Regions from separate parts of the Macaca mulatta genome. Here region 1 is linked to region 2. A link is a contact called in public Hi-C data. All regions are on one chromosome and are shown on one strand. The core of a region is the stretch at or near the end of the contact, and the rest is flanking DNA. Distances in the headings are between cores, read along the strand shown. Region 1 has its middle 250 kb from the start of TUT7. Region 2 has its middle 140 kb from the start of TUT7.

Region 1 (5,491 bases), core at 2,853-5,352, 110 kb after region 2:
CATTTATTTATCAATTATATATGTCTTACTGTACCAATAGATAATGTATATGAAAACACCCAGAGAAGTAGAATATATAGAAGAACAAGTGAAGAATAAAAATAACTAGAAGTTCTATTATTTTCTTACCAGAAGTCCTTGTGCACTCGGGGGGGCATTATGCTCACCCTACTTTGGGATCCACTGCTCTGGAGAACTCAGGGATTATGGTCCTCAAATACTCTTCAGTTGAGCCCCTCCTGTGTGTGACGCTGAAGGAGTATGGAGTTACTTCACAGGGGCTGGATCTGGCTTCCTATATAGCTCAGAATCCCCACTTTATTTATTTTGAGTTTCATTTTGTGGAATAAAAATGAAAGGGGTTGAATTTACTTAATTTATTCTGAGGTTCTTTGCAACTCTAATAATCTATGATTTTAGAGAGTTAAATTTTATGGCCCTTGGGCAAAATGACTGAACTCTAGGGGAGGCCAGAAAAGGTGGTGCAGAGGAATTGTTGGAAATGGGTGGGTGTCCAAGAATCAGACAGAGGAAGGAGAGGATTCCTAAGTGGGGTGGAGGCAGCTCCAGGAAAGAGCCGACTCAGGAATGAAGGTGGCAGGCATGGGAAACCATGAAGCAGAAAAATGGCAGGCTGGTGGAAAATGACTTTGGGTAGGTAAGAAATGAAGGGTGGAATGGTTAATTTTATGTGTGTCAACTTGGCTGGGCCATGGTGTCCAGAAAAGCATTATTTGGATAAACATTTTGATGTTTCTGTGAAGGTGTTTTTTTTTTTTGCGGTGAGATTAACATTTAAGTCAGTGGACTTGGAGTAAAACAGATCACCCACAATAGCATGAGTAGTCCTCATCCCATCACTTGAAGACCTTCATAGAACAGAGATTGGATTCCAAAAACAAGAAGGGATTCCATCAGTAGACTACCTTTGGACTCGAAATTCAACTCTTCCCTGGGTCTACAGCCTGTTGGCCAATCCCATCAAACTTTGAAGTCTCCAAATCTCCACAATTATGTAAGTCAATTCCTCAATATATGTCTCTTTATCTCCCTACATACATCTTATTGATTCAGTTACTCTGGGGAACCCTAGCTAATATGAGGCGCTTGGATTTGGAGCCCTCAAAGTAACGCAGAACAGTTCAGCTTGATGCTGTAGATGACAACGAGTCACTTTAGTAATAGGATCATTGTAATTGTTTAGGAGAAATCGTGTGATGGTGTTATTGTTAGCACTTGGGAATATATTCAAGTCACACAGCACCAAATTATGTTACTGGTGGTGAATCCGTATGGGTCTGCAGCAACCTCAATTCTTGCCTCCTGAGAAAAAAAGAATTTAACCAAGGGGCCGAGTGAGAGACTGAGGAACATTCTGGAGCAGGAATGAAAGCTTATCAGAAAGCTTTAGAGCAGGAATAAAATGAAGGAAAGTATACTTGGAAGAGGGCAAAGCAGGTGACTTGAGAAATCAAGTGCATTTTTTGACCTTTGACTTCGGATGTTATATATTGGCATGCTTGTGGGGTGGGTTGCATCCCTTCTCCCCTGATTCTTCCCTGGGGTGGGCCGTCTGCATGCACAGTGACCAGCTAGCACTTGAGAAGGGAGCATGTGCAGTGTGTCTACTGGAGTTGTGTGCATGCTTGCTTGAGGCGTTCTTCCCTTACCACTTGAATGTCCCTGGAAGGTCATATACGAGCTAAACTCTGCCATTTTGCTTCTTAATGCTTTGCTTCTTAACCCAGCTCCTGAGATCTTATCGGGAAGCTGCTGATCACCAGTTTCAGGTGTTTCTGTCAACTGGAGACTGCCTTTCCCTGGTGCCAGCTGTGGCCAATTATTTTTTAGAGAGACAATTTAACAACTGCCTGACCATCATCTGATGGTCGCCTGACATTTCTGATGGGGGACGGGGCGGGGAGTGGGGGGGCCCTCTCCTGCCTTGCTCATGTCTAACTAGCAACCTACTGTAACAGTATGTAAGATGAATTGAAACGAAAAAGTCCGGAAATAACATAGAAGCCTGAAAGGCTGGTGCATGTATTCATTTATTCATTCAGTCAATTGAGCATTAAGCCTTGAACATATCACTGTGGCATACTTAATGTATGTCAGGGTAATAGATGAGAACAAGAGTCAGGTCCTTTCATAGGCCTCTTAGAATTGAGTGAGGGAGACACATATTAAACAAACACACATTAATATTTACTTAAAAAGTGTGATAAACACTATTAAAATGAAGAGACTGCTCATAAGAACAAAAAATAAATTAGTGACATAGTTCTCAAGAAAGAAGAGAAAGGGTGTATTTAAGAGAGATAGCAAAGGAATAATAACAGGGTTTGGAAATATTTTGGAAATCAAGATGTGGGGATTTGAAGAGTCAAAGATGGCCCCAAGGTATCTAGTGTGGGACGAAACTGTTCTGTCAAGTTCCCTGCATTCTGGACTTTGATGATTGTATCTGTTGGTGTCATTTGCCATGTTCTTCTAGCCCCTGTATTTCCTGTCAACTGTTAGCTTCATCTGGAGCCTTGATTAGAATCAGGTCCAAAGTTTGTGGCTAGAATGTATCACAGATGGGGGCTCCCTCCTCCCTATTGCCTCACAGTAGGAGGTGACTACTATTTGATAGCCATTTTTGCAAGGTTCATGTTGATCAGTGGCCTAAGGTATTGCCAGCCTGACCCATCCATTCTACAGTTCCTTATCAGTCTTTCACCTGATGGTTCTATTAACCACTGATGATCATCAAGGGCTGGAAAAGGATGACTTTCTACTTCCGTGATTCTGTCTGTATTTATTGGCTAGAATTACCTCATTGCTGTCCGAAAGCAGAACAACTAGGGATTTATGAGGGCGTATGAGAGGGATTTGCCCTTAGGCCCTTGTAGGAGCTGGCAAGATGGTCTTTGTTTTGATTTAATTTAATGTAACTTAATTTAGGAGAGCTAAGTAATTAAACATGAGGCCAAAGTACGTAAGAAAGTGGCAGTCTTTTATTGCAAATATGCACACACTCTCGGGCGAAGTTCTCTGGTCCTGGGGGGTGGGAGGGCCAGGGAAGTCGCGCCGGCGCTCTCCGGTGATGTTCTCCGGTCCACGAATGCTGGGGCCGAAGAAGTCACGCCGCCTCCTGCCAGCGGCGGACTTTTATGCCTGGGAGCTGGAAGGGGAGGAGTTTGGGGCGTGTGTGTAGGAGTGGCTTCTTGAATTTAGGTGTCCCCGGCTTGACGTCATTCTGCACAGGCTCAGTTGATTTGGTTCTTTTCCCAGGCGCGGGAAAATCTGTGATGAAGAATCAGGAAACAACAGGGACTGCTCCATCTTGTTCACCTTCCTCCATCTTGTCCCTTTTCCCTCACCCAAACAGTCTTTGTGCCTGGTGTTGAAACAGTTGGAAGGGTCAGAGCATCAAAGTGGGGACAGCAAGGACAAGCTGGGACTACCAGCAGGAGCAAGACCGTGGAGATGGACTAGAGCCCTTGTCAATCTCTCAGCTCTTTCCACCTCAATGATGTCGGTGGTCTCTAGCAAAGAATGTCCCTGGCCCAGGGGTTGGAGAAGGTGAAGGAAAATCTGGGGAGATGGAGTAGCTGCAGGCCCAGCTGCTGCCTGTGTCAATAGGAAGTTCCACAGAGAGAAGCGGGAGCTGCAGTAGCACCTAGGAGCCCTCCACTGACCTTCTGAGTGTAATATTAAGGTGCTGCTTCACTTCCACCTTCCAAATCTCTCACAAAATGTCTTTGGTGGCCCTCCTTCTTCAATTCTGCTTAGTCTTTATCTTAATCACATGAGCAGGATGCCCCATTTCTTTCTTGCTGTTGTATCAACTGGGCATTACAGCTGTATCACCAGCTCTAACAAGGATTCTTTGCACCAAGTTAACAATGCTTGAATATTATTCCTTTCTTCTCTCATTACAACAACAAAGTTTCACAATGAGGCCTTTCCTGTAGAGTCACCATTTTGTTATGAAGGGGGCAGACTTGAAGTAGTAAATTATACTTTTAGTGAAAACACATTTTTCCACCAGGGTGAGGATATGTGGTTACAACACTCCCTCAAATGAATAAAAACCCAAACAAACCAAAAATGCCTGTGCCAAAGTACCAGAAAATGGATCTTTCTGCGAGTTCACTAGTGATGGTGGTAAAACCAGCAGATATAGTTCATTGCTGATGCTGAATCATATACAAGAAACACTCCATCTCCTAAAGACTATGCTGGATTTCAAGCATTCTTTCTGGTATTACAGTTGAATGTAGCAACAACAATTAAGGTAATCTAATTAGAAGCTTAGAATACTCCTTAATTCGCATCTCAGTGGTGCCTTTTGCAGAAGAAATTCCACTGTTCTCAAAGGAGGTTTCAAATCCTTGGAAAGGTGATTTATATTCATTGGTTTAATTTTGATTCTTAATCTCCTCTCGGAATAATTTCCACACTTCTGAATGTTGACTTCTATTCTGCCCTAACTAGCTCTGTGATCATACTCATAGGCTCCAGAGCCCCACCTGCCACATCTTGAAATGATAGGGTTGGACATGGATGGTTCTTAATGCTTCTAATGGCTTTAAAGATATGTGTGACTATGACAGATTAAATGACCACTTTCCCATAACCATCGGGTTTCTCTCTCCATGCTACCAGAAGACAAATTGATGGCCCCATGTGACCTATAATTAGTACTAAGCTTTTTTCTGGCTCAACTTAATATATACTTTTGTTTTCTCTTGATTATTTCTCTTATCTAGAGCTGTTTCATGCTCTTTCATTGTACTTTATGTTACTTCTGTGAACTATCTTAAACTTTGGAAAACAGCAGGGTATAAATACACATTTATTCCTATTTTATAATACAGAATTAACAATACGAGATTATAATTATGAAACAACTTCCTAACCACTGGATGTAGAAACGGAAAATGGATTTCTTTTTCTTTTTTTTTTTTGAGGTGGAGTCTCATTCTGTCGCCCAGGCTGGAGTGCAGTGGCGCGATCTCGGCTGACTGCAACCTCTGTCTCCCGGGTTCAAGTGATTCTCCTGCCTCAGCCCCCCAAGTAGCTGGGACTGCAGGTGCATGCCACCATGCCCAGCTAAGTTTTTGTATTTTTAGTAGAGATGGTTTCACCGTTTTAGCCAGGATGGTCTCGATCTCTTGACTTCGTGATCCGCCCGCCTCGGCCTCCCCAAGTGCTGAGATTACAGGTATGAGCCACCTCGTCCAGCCTAGAAAATGAGTTTCTATTATTTGAGGACATCAGTTAGTTGAGTTGTGTGCAGTGTGGTGGTGGAAACAGTGGAGACAGTTGAGCAGCATGTGTGCAAGCACAGACACATCAAAGAGAGAGAGGTATGTGTGGGGGGGCGGTTCTGATCTGACCCCTCCTGTGCATAGGCCCCGGCTCTAGCCTGATTTCCTGATTTTGTACAAAGATGACAAGCTCGTTCCCAATTTCAGATCTTTGCTATTTGCTCTTCTAT
Region 2 (6,035 bases), core at 1,384-3,883:
TTCTGACACACAGAATTTTTACTGCATGTATGGTTTACTCACTGGTCAATAGATTTCTGCTGTTATAAAAATTTTATAGTTGTCTTGTGACAGTATGACTCTGAGGCCCCTAGAGAAGTCTAGGCATACAAGAATGTCTTCAGACGAGGAGGTTTACTCATGGGGGCCACTCCCATGACAGCAGATAAAAACCAGCTAAGAGGAGTATCTGCTAGGGAATTTGTTACTTCCATCTTAACTTGGAGTTGTGGAAACCACGAAAGTGCATATTGTTATTGCAGTGTTTCCAGCTAGGTATTGTTTATTTGTCCTTAATCGATGCACCATTTCTAAGGATAATCTTGACTAGCATTCCTTCAGGAGCGATGATGGGGGAAGATGACTTACTTTCAGTTACTTACCTACTAGCTTCCCAAGCCTTCCCTTTTGGATTATACCATCTTCCGAGAAATTAGCATGAAAATTGTGGTCAGTCGAAGTAATGACCTATTAATTAGGCCAATGACTGCCTCCATAAAAGCAACACAGAATAGTATATTTATTATTCCAGAAACTTTAATTCTTTTCTGACTAAACCCATATGAACTTTTGAGATTATGATATAGTTTGTATGTTTGTCTCTGTGCAGATCTCATGAGGAGCCTGGGGAGAGTTGATTGGATCATGGGGGCGGATTTCTCAAGAATGGTTTAATACCATCCTCTTGGTGCTGTCCTACTGATTGTGAGTTCTTGGGAGATCTGGTTGTTTTAAAGTGTGGCACCTCCCTACTCCCTCGGGCTCCTGCTTTTGCCACGTGAAGTGCAAGCTGCTGTTTTGTCTTCCACCATGAGTAAAAGCTCCCTGAAACCTTTCTAGAAGCTAAGCAGATGCCAGAGCCGTGATCATATAGCTTGCAGAACCATGAGCCAATCAAACATCTTTTCTTTATAAATTGTCCAGTCTCAGTATTTCTTTATGGTAATGCAAGAATAAACGAATACAGATTATTGCAGGTTTTTTTCCTCTGAATTAAAAACAACTTTTGTAATCCTGGTTTTTAGCATCCTATAAGGCACATGGAAAGTGCAGTCACGGCAGAAAGAATAAACGAAGGAATGAATGAAATGGCCTTAATGCTTTTGGGGTCCACTGAACGCTGTACTCTTTGGAGCCTGCTGCATTGCTGTCAAGTCTCACCAAAACCACAGCTTCAAAAGCTACCGCGTTTAGCCTCACAGATTTGGGATAATCACTGAGCCACAAAAATGCTGTTGATGACATAAGTTTTCAGTGGTCAATGAGCATTTCCATGGTTATCTCTTCGTTTGCCTATCCAAAAGCTTAAAATCACTAACTATATGCACTGAAGAGTTCTCCTGTTTATCCCATGAAACCCAAGGGAAAAATATAAAAAGAGTGACTCATGATTTAGCATTTTGTTTTTGTTAGCTCCCTTTGCTGGTTCTTTCTAGGTCAGTTCTGATTTCTTTCAGGCCTATGCATGTGGGCCAGCGTGAATTTGCATGGTTACCTAGAGACATAGTGCTCTAAACTTGACCAGGCATTGAAGGAACTCCAACTTTCTAAGGTGTCAGGAAAACTGTTGTGGTTCTAGACTCAATAATTTACGGTCATGCCACAAATGCTGAGTTGGGGTGTCAAGCCCTGTGGCCACACTCCTATTAGTGGTATTCCTCCTTGAGGACCCAGCTTGAGCTGTCCTGTTCCTGGCTTGTGCATTCTTCCACCACTAATTATATAATAATAACAGCTTCCATTTGTCCTGTGCTCTGAAAAGAGATGGTGGTTATAAAGGATTTTCTTTACACATTGTGAAGTGTGCAATGGACCATTCATCACAGCGATGATGAGCTTTATTCATTCATTCATTTATTATTCTAGATGTCCAGCACAATGCCTGGCAGGCAGGAGGCACTCAGTCAACACATGCATGTTGAGTGAATGAGAAAAATTATATTATGTGTAGTTTTGAAAATGTGTGCCAAGGCTATGAGAAGTTTTTAATGCACAAAAACTTATCATGGTTTAATGCCAGGCACAATTTTAAATGCCTTACCTATATTAACCCATTTAATCTTCATAACCATCCCTAGAGGTGATTATAGATCACCCCATTTTAGATGGGGAAGCTGACTGTGTGTGGAGGTTGACTGAGTTTTCTGAGTCAGTGAATGGCAGAGCTGAGATTTGAACACAGGCATTCTGTGTAAGGAGATTGTACCTTTAACCATGATCTCATACTGCCTTTCAAGTTATGATATTGCTAATGTTTGTAGGTGCTCAGGAGAAGGAGCACGCACACAAAGTAATTCCTTAAAAAACAACATAGGCTGTTTGTTCCAAGTCTCTTCCAGGCTTGAAGCAAATGTCTGGGATTTAGTTAGGGAGTTAGGGAGGATGAGTGGCATCTGTTGAACACACCAAAGTGCTAAAATCTTATCTTTGCTGATTTCCTAACTCATATTTCAAGTTGCACATGAAATACTTCTAGATTTCTTTGTCCCAAGGAACTTACACAAAAGGCATTTGATTTAATGACGTCAAGTGATCAGTATTTGTCCAGTAGTCTTATCTCAAGTGTTATGAAACTATTTTTATTGTTTCCTTTTGAGCAGCTATTGAGACAGTTTCACAGCAAATTCCCATTTCTATCCTGCTTCCTTAGCATATGGTGGGTGTGCACGTCTAGACAGTCAACTCATAGTGCTGCGCATGAAACAAAACTTGAAGATAATGAATCATGAATCTGAATCATGGATCCAGTTCCACAGGCACCTTACTAGTGTTCTTTTTCTTATTTGTAATTTTCAATTATGGCTACTTCTACTGTTTGTGAAAGTAACATATGCATGTTGGCACAAATGAGGCAATATAAACACATATAAAGAAAAAGTAAATAAATCATTTGATTATTTTTATGTAGATCTATTTCTGAGCTCTCTATTCTGTTCCATTGATCTTTTTGTCTCTCCTTTCACCAGTACCAGACTGTCTTAATTACTGTAGCTTTATAGTAATTTTTGAAGTCATTCTAGCTTTGTTCTTTTACTTCAATGTTGTGTTAGCTAGTCTGAGTCTTTTGTCTCTCCATATAAACTTTAAAATCAGGTTTTGATATCCACAGAATAACTTGCTGAGATTTTCTTTCTTTCTTTCTTTCTTTCTTTCTTTCTTTCTTTCTTTCTTTCTTTCTTTCTTTCTTTCTTTTCTTTCTTTTCTTTCTTTCTTTCTTTCTTTCTTTCTTTCTTTCTTTCTTTCTTTCTCTTTCTTTTTTTCTTTCTCCTTCCTTCCTTCCTTCCTTCCTTCCTTCCTTCCTTCCTTCCTTCCTTCCTTCCTTCCTTCTCTCTCCTCCCCTCCCCTCCCCTCCCCTCCTTTTCTTTTCTTTCTTTCCTTTTTTTGAGACAGATTCTTGCTATGTTTTGCAGTCTGGTCTTAAACTCCTAGGCTCAAGTGATCCTCCTGTCTCAGCCTCCAAAGTGACTGGGACTACAGGTGCCCACCACTGCACCCTACCTTACTGAAATTTTGATTGATATTGCACTGAATGTATACATCAAGTTGTGAAGAACTTGCATCTTGACAATACTGAGTCTTCCAATTCAGGCACATGTAATATTTCATTTATTTAGTTATTCTTTTCTTAGAGTTTTATAGTTTTCATTGAATAGACTTTGTATATATTTTAGTAGATTTATACTTAAGTATTTCCTTTTTTTTAGTGTGAATATAAATGACATTGTGTTTCAGTTTCTACTTACTCATTGCAGGTATGTGGGAAGGTGATTGACTTTTGTATAATAACCTTGCATCCTTCATCCTTACTATAATTGCTTGTTAGTTCCAAGAGTGTTTTTTGCTGTTGTTGTTGTTGATTCTTTTGGGCTTTTTATATAGACTATCATGTCATCTGTGAAAAAACGCAGTTTTATTTCTTCCTCCTCAATCGATTTAACTTTTATGTTATTTTCTTGTCTCATTGAATTAGATAGGACTTTCAATACAATGTTGAAAAGCAGTACTGACAGAGGATGCCTTTGCTTTGATCCTGATCTTAATGGGAAAACTTCCAGTTTCTCACCGTTAAGTATGAGATTAGCTGCAGGTTTTTGTAGCCATTCCTTATCAGGTTGAGGAAGTTCTTCTCTATTTAGCCTTGATTACTGAGAGTTTTTGTCATGAATGAATGTTGACTTTTTAAAATACTTTTTTTTTTTTTGCATGTTTTGCGATGATCATATGTTTGTTTGTTCTTTGCCCTGTTGATGTGATGGATTACATCAATTGAGTTTTGAATGTTGAACCAGCCTTGCATACCTGAGATAAATCCCACTTGGTCATGGTTTATAATCGCTTTTATACATTGTTGGTTTTGATTTACTATTTTTTGAGCATTTTGCCTCTATGTTCATGAAAGATATTGGTCTGTAATTTTCTTGCAATGTCTTTGTCTGGTTTTGTTATCAGGGTAATGTTGGCCTCATAGAATGAGTTAAGAAGTATTCTTTCTACTTCTATCTTCTGTAAAAATTGTAAGAAATTGGTATAATTTCTTTTTTAAATGTTTGGAAGAATTCGCTAGTGATTGAGCCTGGTGCTTTCTATTTTGGAAGGTGATTAATAATGTACTCAATTTCTTTAATAAATATAGGTCTATCACTCCTATAATCCCAGCACTTTGGGAGGCTGAGGCGAGTGAATTACTTGAGGTCAGGAATTAGAGACGAGCCTAATCAACATGATGAAGCCCCATCCTTACTAAAAATAAAAAAATTAGCCAAGCATGGTCGCACATGCCTGCAATCCTAGCTACTTGGGAAGCCAAGGCACGAGGATCACTTGAGCTGGGAGCTGGAGGTTGCAGTGAGTTGAGATTGTGCCATTGCACTCCAGCCTGGGTGACAGAGTGAGACTCCATCTCAATAAATAAATAATAAATATATGTCTATTCAGAGTGTCTATTTTTTCTTGTGTGAGTTTTAGAAAATTGTGTCTTTCAAGAAATTGGTTTATTTCACCTAGATTATCAAATTTGGGCATAGAGTTGCTTATAATATTTCCTTATTATCCATTTAATATCCATGAGATCTGTCCCCTCTTTCATTTCTGATATTAGTCATTTTTGTCCTCTTTTTCCTGGTTAGCTGGCCAAAGACATCACTTTTATTGACTTATTTTCAGAGAACCAGTTTTTTATTTTATTGATTTTTTATATTAATTTCTTTAAAAATTTTATTGATTTTTGCTCCATTTAAAAAAATTGTTTCATTTCTTCTGCTTACATTGAATTTAATTTGCTCTTCTATTTTCAGTTTCCTAAGATGGAAACTTAGATGACTGATTTTAACTCTTTCTTATTTTCTAATATTTGCATTTAATTCTGTGAATTTCCCTCTAAGTACCACTTCTGCTGTATCCCACAAATTTTAATGAACTGTGTTTTCATTTTCATTCAGCTTAAAGTATTTTAAAATTTCTCTTGAAATTTCTTCTTTGACCCCTGAGTTATTTAGAAGTATGTTGTTTGATCTCCAAATATTTTAGGATTTTCCAGCTCTCTTTCTGTTATTGACTTCTAGTTTAATTCCATTATGGTCTGAGAGCAGGCATTGCATGATTTCCATCCTTTTAAATTCGTTAACGTGGGTTGGGTGTGGTGGCTCATGCCTGCAATCCCAGCACTTTGGGAGGCCCAGATGGATGGATCACTTGAGGTCACAAGTTCAAGACCAGCCTGGCCAACATGGTGAAAACCTGTGTCTACTAAAGATACAAAAAAAATTAGCCAGGTGTGATGGCAGGTGCCTGTAATCCCAGCTTCTTGGGAGGCTGAACCTGGGAGGTGGAGGTTGCAGTGAGTTGAGATCGCACAACTGCACTCCAACCTGGGTTACAGAGCAAGACCTTGTCTCAAAAACCAAAAAATTGTTAAGGTGTGTTTTATGGCCCAGAATGTGGTTTATCTTAGTGAATGTGTCATGTGGGCTTGTGAAAAATGTGTATTCAACTGCCATTGGTTGAAGTAGTCTGTAGAT

What was found. A called contact is a pair of places that touch in the nucleus more often than the background predicts.
Region 1: a Hi-C map of fibroblasts shows a contact between it and region 2, with 1.9 times the contacts expected there. The contact joins two enhancer-like sites. A contact is called at or near these places in 2 of 14 Hi-C or Micro-C datasets (blood and fibroblasts).

The regions. Positions count from the first base shown.
Region 1 is chr15:117,367,114-117,372,604 of T2T-MMU8v2.0, forward strand. No RefSeq gene overlaps it. Among named protein-coding and RNA genes, the nearest start is that of TUT7, 250 kb to the left of the region's middle. Within about 2 kb of position 4,103, at least 1 of the 40 cell types and tissues checked has an H3K27ac peak or open chromatin away from gene starts, as enhancers often do.
Region 2 is chr15:117,261,283-117,267,317 of T2T-MMU8v2.0, forward strand. No RefSeq gene overlaps it. Among named protein-coding and RNA genes, the nearest start is that of TUT7, 140 kb to the left of the region's middle. Within about 2 kb of position 2,634, at least 1 of the 40 cell types and tissues checked has an H3K27ac peak or open chromatin away from gene starts, as enhancers often do.